Regions from separate parts of the Xenopus tropicalis genome. Here region 2 is linked to region 1. A link is a contact called in public Hi-C data. All regions are on one chromosome and are shown on one strand. Each heading gives the region's core, a stretch centred on a gene start, on an enhancer-like site or on the middle of the called end of the contact. The rest is flanking DNA. Distances are from core to core; before and after follow the strand shown. Region 1 holds the start of c5orf63 (glutaredoxin-like protein C5orf63 homolog). Region 2 overlaps marchf3 (membrane associated ring-CH-type finger 3).

What was found. Hi-C and Micro-C count contacts between places; a contact is called where the count stands out from the background.
Region 2: a Hi-C map of liver shows a contact between it and region 1, with 5 times the contacts expected there. The contact joins the enhancer-like site here to the promoter of c5orf63 in region 1. A contact is called at or near these places in 5 of 5 Hi-C or Micro-C datasets (brain, gastrula embryo, liver and 2 more).

What each region holds. Positions count from the first base shown.
Region 1 is chr1:168,083,411-168,087,312 of UCB_Xtro_10.0, forward strand. c5orf63 (glutaredoxin-like protein C5orf63 homolog) reads left to right here and starts at 1,857. Exons shown (of 4, transcript XM_012968280.3): 1 at 1,857-1,948.
Region 2 is chr1:168,246,044-168,249,378 of UCB_Xtro_10.0, forward strand. All of the region lies in intron 2 of marchf3 (membrane associated ring-CH-type finger 3), which reads left to right. Among named protein-coding and RNA genes, the nearest start is that of lmnb1, 26 kb to the right of the region's middle. Within about 2 kb of position 2,023, at least 1 of the 11 cell types and tissues checked has an H3K27ac peak or open chromatin away from gene starts, as enhancers often do. A contact at or near this core is called in liver, where this site is marked.

The DNA of each region.
Region 1 (3,902 bases), core at 607-3,106:
GCACATAGGGAAATAAATGCGGCAGTAATGCACATAAGGAAATTAATGCGGCAGTAATGCACATAGGAAAATAAATGTGAGAGTAATGCACACAGGGAAATAAATGCGGCAGTAATGCACACAGGGAAATAAATGCGGCAGTAATACACATAGGGAAATAAATGCGGCTGTAATGCACATAGGAAAATAAATGTGGGAGTAATGCACATAGGGAAATAAATGCGGCAGTAATGGTTCATGTGCATACCTCCTAACAGTCCCGATTTTAACAACTCAGCCTGCAGTCCCAGATTCTTATTGAAAAATGTCCCTCTTTCCCTGCACGGAACACCAAAAAAGATACAACGTTTCTGAAATTTTATTAGATAAGTAGACTTTTGGCAGAGCCAAAACTCAATAGGCAACACCTGCACTTAGATACAATTGTAACTAATAAGCTAAACAGGTCTCTTGGGGGAACTGAGATTTGCAGCTTAAAGGGCAATTTTAACCTTCATTAGCAAAACTGCATACCCCCCAACTGTCCCGATTTCCGCTGGACTTTTCCGGTTTTTATAGAGCATCCCGCTATCCCGGATAGTTCAATAAATGTCCCGCATTTCTGTAATAGATTACGGAAATGCGGGACATTCATTGAACTATGCGGGACAGCGGGATGCGCTGGCTGGAGACGGGTGCTCCGGCTCCTTGTGTGGCTCTGCTCCTTGTGCAGCGGCGACAGGCCCTTTTAAAAGGTTGTGCCCCGTGCGTATTGACGTCACATTTATGCACAGGCCACAACCTTATTAAAAAGCCTGTCGCCGCCGCACAAGGAGCCGCATAAGGAGCAGGAGCCGCAGAAGAAGAAGGAGTGTCTATTGGGGCACTGTGTATGGGGGCACTTTCTATGGAGGCACTGTGTATGGGGGGAACTTTCTATGGGGGACACTGTGTATGGGGGGTACTTTCTATGGGGGCACTGTCTATGGCGGTACTTTCTATGGGGCACTGTGTATGGGGTAATGAGGGTAATTGAGGTCAATTAGGGGCATTATCTATAGGGGGTACCGTCGATGGGGGCAATTGGGGCACTTTCTATGGGGGCACTGTGTATTGGGGGTACTGTCTATGGGGGCATTGTGTATGGGGGTACTTTCTATGGGGCCACTGTGTATGGGGGCTACTGTCTATGGGGCAATTGGGGGCACTGTTTATGGGGTCAATTGGGAGCACTGTCTATGTGGTCAATTGGGGCACTTTCTATGGGGGTACTGTCTATGGGGGCCATTGGGGGCACTGTGTATGGGGGGACAAAACTGGTACATAATTATAACTCACTTATAACTGACTGCCTTCTCTCTATATTTGTATTTTATATGTAGGAGTTGCTATGTTGTTTTCCTTAGGTAGTACAGTATGAGTATATAGCACATTTTGTGTCTGATCCCACCATTTCCACCAACTATATAAAAGGAGTATTGTTTGAAAAACAAATGGGGTGTGGTAACTGGGGCGTGGTCAAAAATTGCAGTGCAGTGCGGGCCAAGTCTTTTGTCCCTCTTTTCAGTACAGTATGAAACTGTAATTATCCCAAAACCCTCAGAAATGTTACAACCGTTCCCATTGGATCACTAAGGGCCATTCCAGTAAGATCATTTACCAGGGCTACTCCTTGATGTGGAACTTACAAAGTATTAACTAACATTCTACCATTGTTTAACAATGCACTTTTTGAGATGCCATTATTTCATCTGCAGATTTTAGCGCTTTACTTTAAATAGTCGCCTTCTACGGAAACCTTTTGCAACACAAAAGAACAAACGATTCTCATTTTGATGCCGGAACAGTGAACCGCGCTAATTTCGACACCAGGGGGCAGTGCGGCCCTGATTATATTAACAGGAAGAAGCCTGAAAATGACTTATGCACTTGGCGTCTGCGCAGTGGCATTTCCGGCACGGGAAACACGGTGGGTGAAGGTGGGAGAGCTGTGCCGGTAGCGGGGTTGTGCATGGATTCTGCATGTTACTCTCTTATACAAGGAGCAGTGTAGCTCCATGTTTGCCCTATAACTGCGCAGTTGGCTTAGTTCCTCGAACAGGCTTGGAAGTCTCTGCACTGTACCTGCCATAAGGACTTGGCACAGCATTGGCATGTGGGTAGGAGTCCAGGTGGCACAGCCTGCGGGGTGGGGGGGGGGGTTCCCTAAACGTGTATGGCGGGGACGTGATTACTGCAGCGCAGTTAATTATCCTTCTTATCTGTAGGAAACCAGGAAGACCCTTAATCCAAACAAATCCCCCCAGCAGCTTGGGCAGAGTTTGGGTGGATTGTGGGTGGGTTTAGGCACAATAGGGCATGACTAGACTAGATCAGTATAGTCCTACTGCCTTGTGCTTGGGCACTCCAGCCAGGGGCCAGCTGACCTCTGAGTTAATAATGAGGGCCCTTGGGTAAAGGCTCCTGTTATCTTAGTAGTAGATCTGAGAGCAGCTTATGTTTGTGTCCCTCTCAGTTCCCCTCTATTCACACATACTCTACTTCCCATGTTATTCCAGTGCTTCCAAAATCATCAGATGCTATCTATATAATGCTATTGTGGCATAACCTAATCCTGCTCTTAATCAGTGTTATTGGGCATTAGAGGTTGCTAACACTTTGGGGAGCATTAGCCCAGCAGCATGGTGACCCCAGAGAACACTTCAACCTGTTTCCCTCCCTCAAATATTGCACTACAATCCTGAGCTCACTGGATCATTTGAAGGTGGTGTGGGAGTTGTAGTACAACAACAGCTGGGGGCTACCAGTTGAATATTGATTCCTGTTGTAGAATATAGTTTTGTGTGGCACAGGAACATCTCTTCAATGGCACCGGCATGAAAAGCTCATTTGGTAATAAAGCAGGTAGATCGCTATGACAATAACCATCATTTTTAGCTTTAGGCGAAATGCACTGGGGTGCACAGTAGGATACATTGTCCACCAAGGCAGGCTTAGGACACAGGGAACTGTAACAGCTGGAACGTCAGAAAAGTATTGGGTTTTAACTTCAGCTGCTGTGGAATTCTTTCTGTGGAGGCTGCCAGGCAGCCCGTAGTTGTGCGGTTCAACTGCTGCAGTTAGGCATAAGATATTTCATACTTGTAAGTGAATCATCTACGTGGTGTGAGAGGAATGCAGAACAACTCCCAGCTGTACAGGGCACTCTCCTGCTCTGTGTTGTGCCTTCGGATCATATACAAATTACAATTCTTACTCTTGTAACTGTCCCAGGCAGCTGCAGCATTATTTGGATGATGAAAAGCAGTGCATACAATTCCATAGTGATTCACTGGCCTTGGTGTCTTAGAATATCAATCCTGTTACCCTAGTGGGAGTGCAGATCTGCCTCACATACCAGGACAATAAGTATATAACAATATAGCGCTATTTGTACAGCCCTTACATTAACCCATCATGTACCAAATAGAGACTATCTTCCTGTCCACAAGGGAAGTCCCTCTGGCTGTTAGTAACATTGTTAATACTGCAGCCTCACAAATCCAGGGTCATTTATATTTAGCATAAATCCCTGTTTATATAACATTCCTATATATATTATATATATATATATATATATAATATATATGAATCCGATACAGCCAGGTGGTTTATTAAAGGGGAATGCTGGCTTCCGAATCAAAATTTGTTAAGGAGCCCCACACAACACAAAAACCCCTAATATCTATCACTAATCTGGTCTTTTAAAAGTATGAATAAATACAATTTTGATATGCTGAAATCCAGCTGCAAAACAGTTCTTTCTGTGTCAGTTTTCCTTCTGTTTTGAAATTCTAATGGGGAGGAGGAATTAAAGCATTGATGTTATAAATTGTAACAACTTCTCCACAGCTTACAAACAGCTTATTATTCAGGAACATAAC
Region 2 (3,335 bases), core at 773-3,272, 160 kb after region 1:
TATGCTTATAATGCTCTGCTGACGAGTAGTGCTGAATACCGCTCAGTGTCAGACTGGGTCAGATGATTTTTCCTACTGCAGAGAGAGAGCCTATGAAATAGGTCACTTGAATGTACACAGTTCAAGACTAACAAATAGAGCTACTACTAAAGCTAAAAGGACAAATAAAAGCTTAAATACATTTTAAGCCTTGGTGCAGAATAGTGCATTATGTATTTCCCAGTGCATAATGACTGTTAAAGGGCAGCCTATAGCGAAAGTTGGTGCAAGCGGCGGTGTAAAATGTTTGTATTTTAGAGCTTTGTTATTAGCAAGAAAAATTGTTCTTGCATAAAACACAAAAGCATATTATTCTTGCCAAGTTTGAAGATACCATGGAAATATTTATCTTGTGATATATATAGGGTCCATAGATAAACATTTTTTTTACACATTTTGGCCCATAGGCTATGATAGTTTTTGCCATTTCAGGCTTGGCAAAAAAGTTGGGCAAGAAAAGAAATGGTAAGCTAAATATCCGAGGAAAATTGTAGTCAAAATAAAACTACAGTCTGGCCAGTCCTACACTCACAATTATTTGATTCATTAAGAATTCTACTGCATCAATATGCATTTAACAAAGGGACTAAGTTTTACCTGCAACTTGCTTGCTTTCAAGGTAAAACCCCCCAAATGGTTGGCCTTTTATTGGCTCCACTGCGATCACCTGACTGTAGCTTGGAAGGGAAGTTACAACATGGAGCTGGCCACTGGTCCTGTATAAATTATAGCAAACAAGGGAAAGTTATGCTCACCACTAAATTTTTAACCATTATTCAGGGGTGCAATGAGGTTGTGACCACAAAATTGTGTTGGCCAGACTGGGGATGACTTTGACGTAGTTGGCCAGCAGTATATTGCAATATATGGACAAACAACCCCTGTTTTGCTTAAAGGGGAGGGCATTTCTTGGTAGCTTAATGCACAGAATGTCTTAATGTCCTAATATATATTGATAATGGGTGAGTGCAGAGGATCTCTTGTTGTTGTCTGTATAAATTTTGTGGTCGCAGCCTTATTGGACCCTGAGCCTAATGATAAAAAATTTAGTGGTGAACACAATTTTCCCTTGCTTTTGATAAGATACAAATCATCCTTATTGGGGGCAATACAATCCTTCTGGGTTTAATTATTATTTAAATAATTTTTAGTAGATTTGAGATATGGTGATCCAAACTACAGAAAACCCCATGTCCTGAGCATTGTGGATAACAGGTCCCATACCTGTAAAACCTTACTCTGCATGACCAGATCCCATAAGAATAATGTTAACTAAGATTTTAAATAATGTTCAGTTTAGTATTATATAATGAGTGTGTGTGTGCACCTTTGTGTTGGATATGGCAGAAAAGAATAGGGTTCCCACTTTGTGTGCAATCCATCAGCAATGAGTAGGTATGATCAGTAATTCATTCAGCAAAAACACAGCATTGAAACCAGTGAGGGCTGCTGCATCCATCAGAGCTGATTAGGAACACTAATTAGTAACTCCACAGGAGCGTTATAGTATCATTATTGATTGTGCATCTCATGCAAAAAGTTTAATTTTATGTTTAATTACCCTTGAAAAGTGCAGTTAAATACACATTATCTCTCCAGAAGTGCAGCTCCTCCCGGCCTATCGTACATCCACTGCCAGGATCCACCAACGTCCCAATGGTGTGTAACCAGTTAGAGGATTCAAGTGCTGCTAATGGGCTGCACTTAAGGATAACATGACGGTGTTTATAAATATATTCATAAAATATTCATAGAATCAATAGAGACATATTCATTTACAGGATGGCAATATGCTTATTTATTGAAGAATTATGCACTGAAGTACAATCTCACAACTCTCTGTATCCTGCACTAGGCAGAAATGGCTGAAAATCCTGGGATTTATTAAAGAAAAATGTAGATGCAAATGAATAAAATAGTAGCCTAGCGGGCAATCAGAAGGATGTGCGGAGTTGCCCGAGTGCAGCTTGCATACACTTTTATTCTATTGCACACACAGTGCTTGTGATGCTCTTGTAAAAAAAATCAGTTTAGCAATAGGATATTATACGCACTAGGAAATGTGAGCAAAAGTGTTTTTTCAAATTACATAATTGTTGCAAAAGAAACGGGTCATTAGTGCTTCTAAAATGTTCAGTATTAGCCAACCTCTCCGAGCAGTGATGTCTGGGGCTGTTATTATATGATATACAGCTTCTAAATATATATAACAACAACATATAATAAAATTGGGGGGTGAAAAAATTGGAAAAGTTTGAACGTTTTATCCTCTGGGTCCTGTAATTCAGTACACACACTCTTTGAATATAGATTAAACAGATAGATGAATGGATATAATGTGGATAGTTTAGTAGAGCATTCAGAGTAAAGGGTGTGCTCCACTAAGTCAGTATTGTTAGTGGTTACCTCTACACATGGTAAAATTCTAACCCCTGTCTGGTTACTAGGGTAAATAGGACTTTACCAACCAAAGAACTGCTGACATTTCAAACTTTGAGCTGCTGAACAGAAAGTTAAATAATCTTAAAAAACATATGAATTAAAACATGAAGACCAGCAGTCACAGAAACACATTTATAAAATTTGTGCAGCGCAGAATTATTTGCACAGTGAACATATTTGCCCTGCCCATGTATGTGCACATTCTGCGTCCGAGTTATGCCATTTTTTAGTGGTGGAAAAATATATATTCACGCATATTAAACACGCACAGAGTGTATGTTCATGAAAGTCACAATTTCATTCATATATTTTTGTGCGCAATTCTAATTTCACTGCGATTTGCAGGAAAAGGAAAGACGGGTGCAGCAGTGCAAAATTTGAACGTTTAGGGGAAAACAAGCGCAAACAACCATTTGAGAAAAAAATATGTGCTGAGCTTTATAAATGAGCCCCAGTGTTGTATTATTTTTAAACAAGAAAAAAGAGTTATGTGGGTTGGATAATTCATATATTTGGTTCTTTTTCTGTGATTTGAAACACCATGGGCTTCAGTCATCTGAAAAACATGTTTTGAAATAAAAAATAAGTGCTAAGTAGCACGGATAATTCTGCCAAGAAATGTGTGTCCAGATCACATGAAATGTTGTGCTTTCCTTCTCCCCAGCAATCCCATAGAAAAACACAGCGGAACCTCTCCTTCCTAACTCCCCCGACTTTCAGTAGGCACCTTGTGTTTTTGTACTGTGAATCTGTGGCTTTGCTGCCATGAGGCGAGTTGAGAAGCTTGCTTCAGTCGGCAGCACCCCCAAACTTACATGGGGCAGCAAATAACTTACTGGTAACTTTAAGAGCAG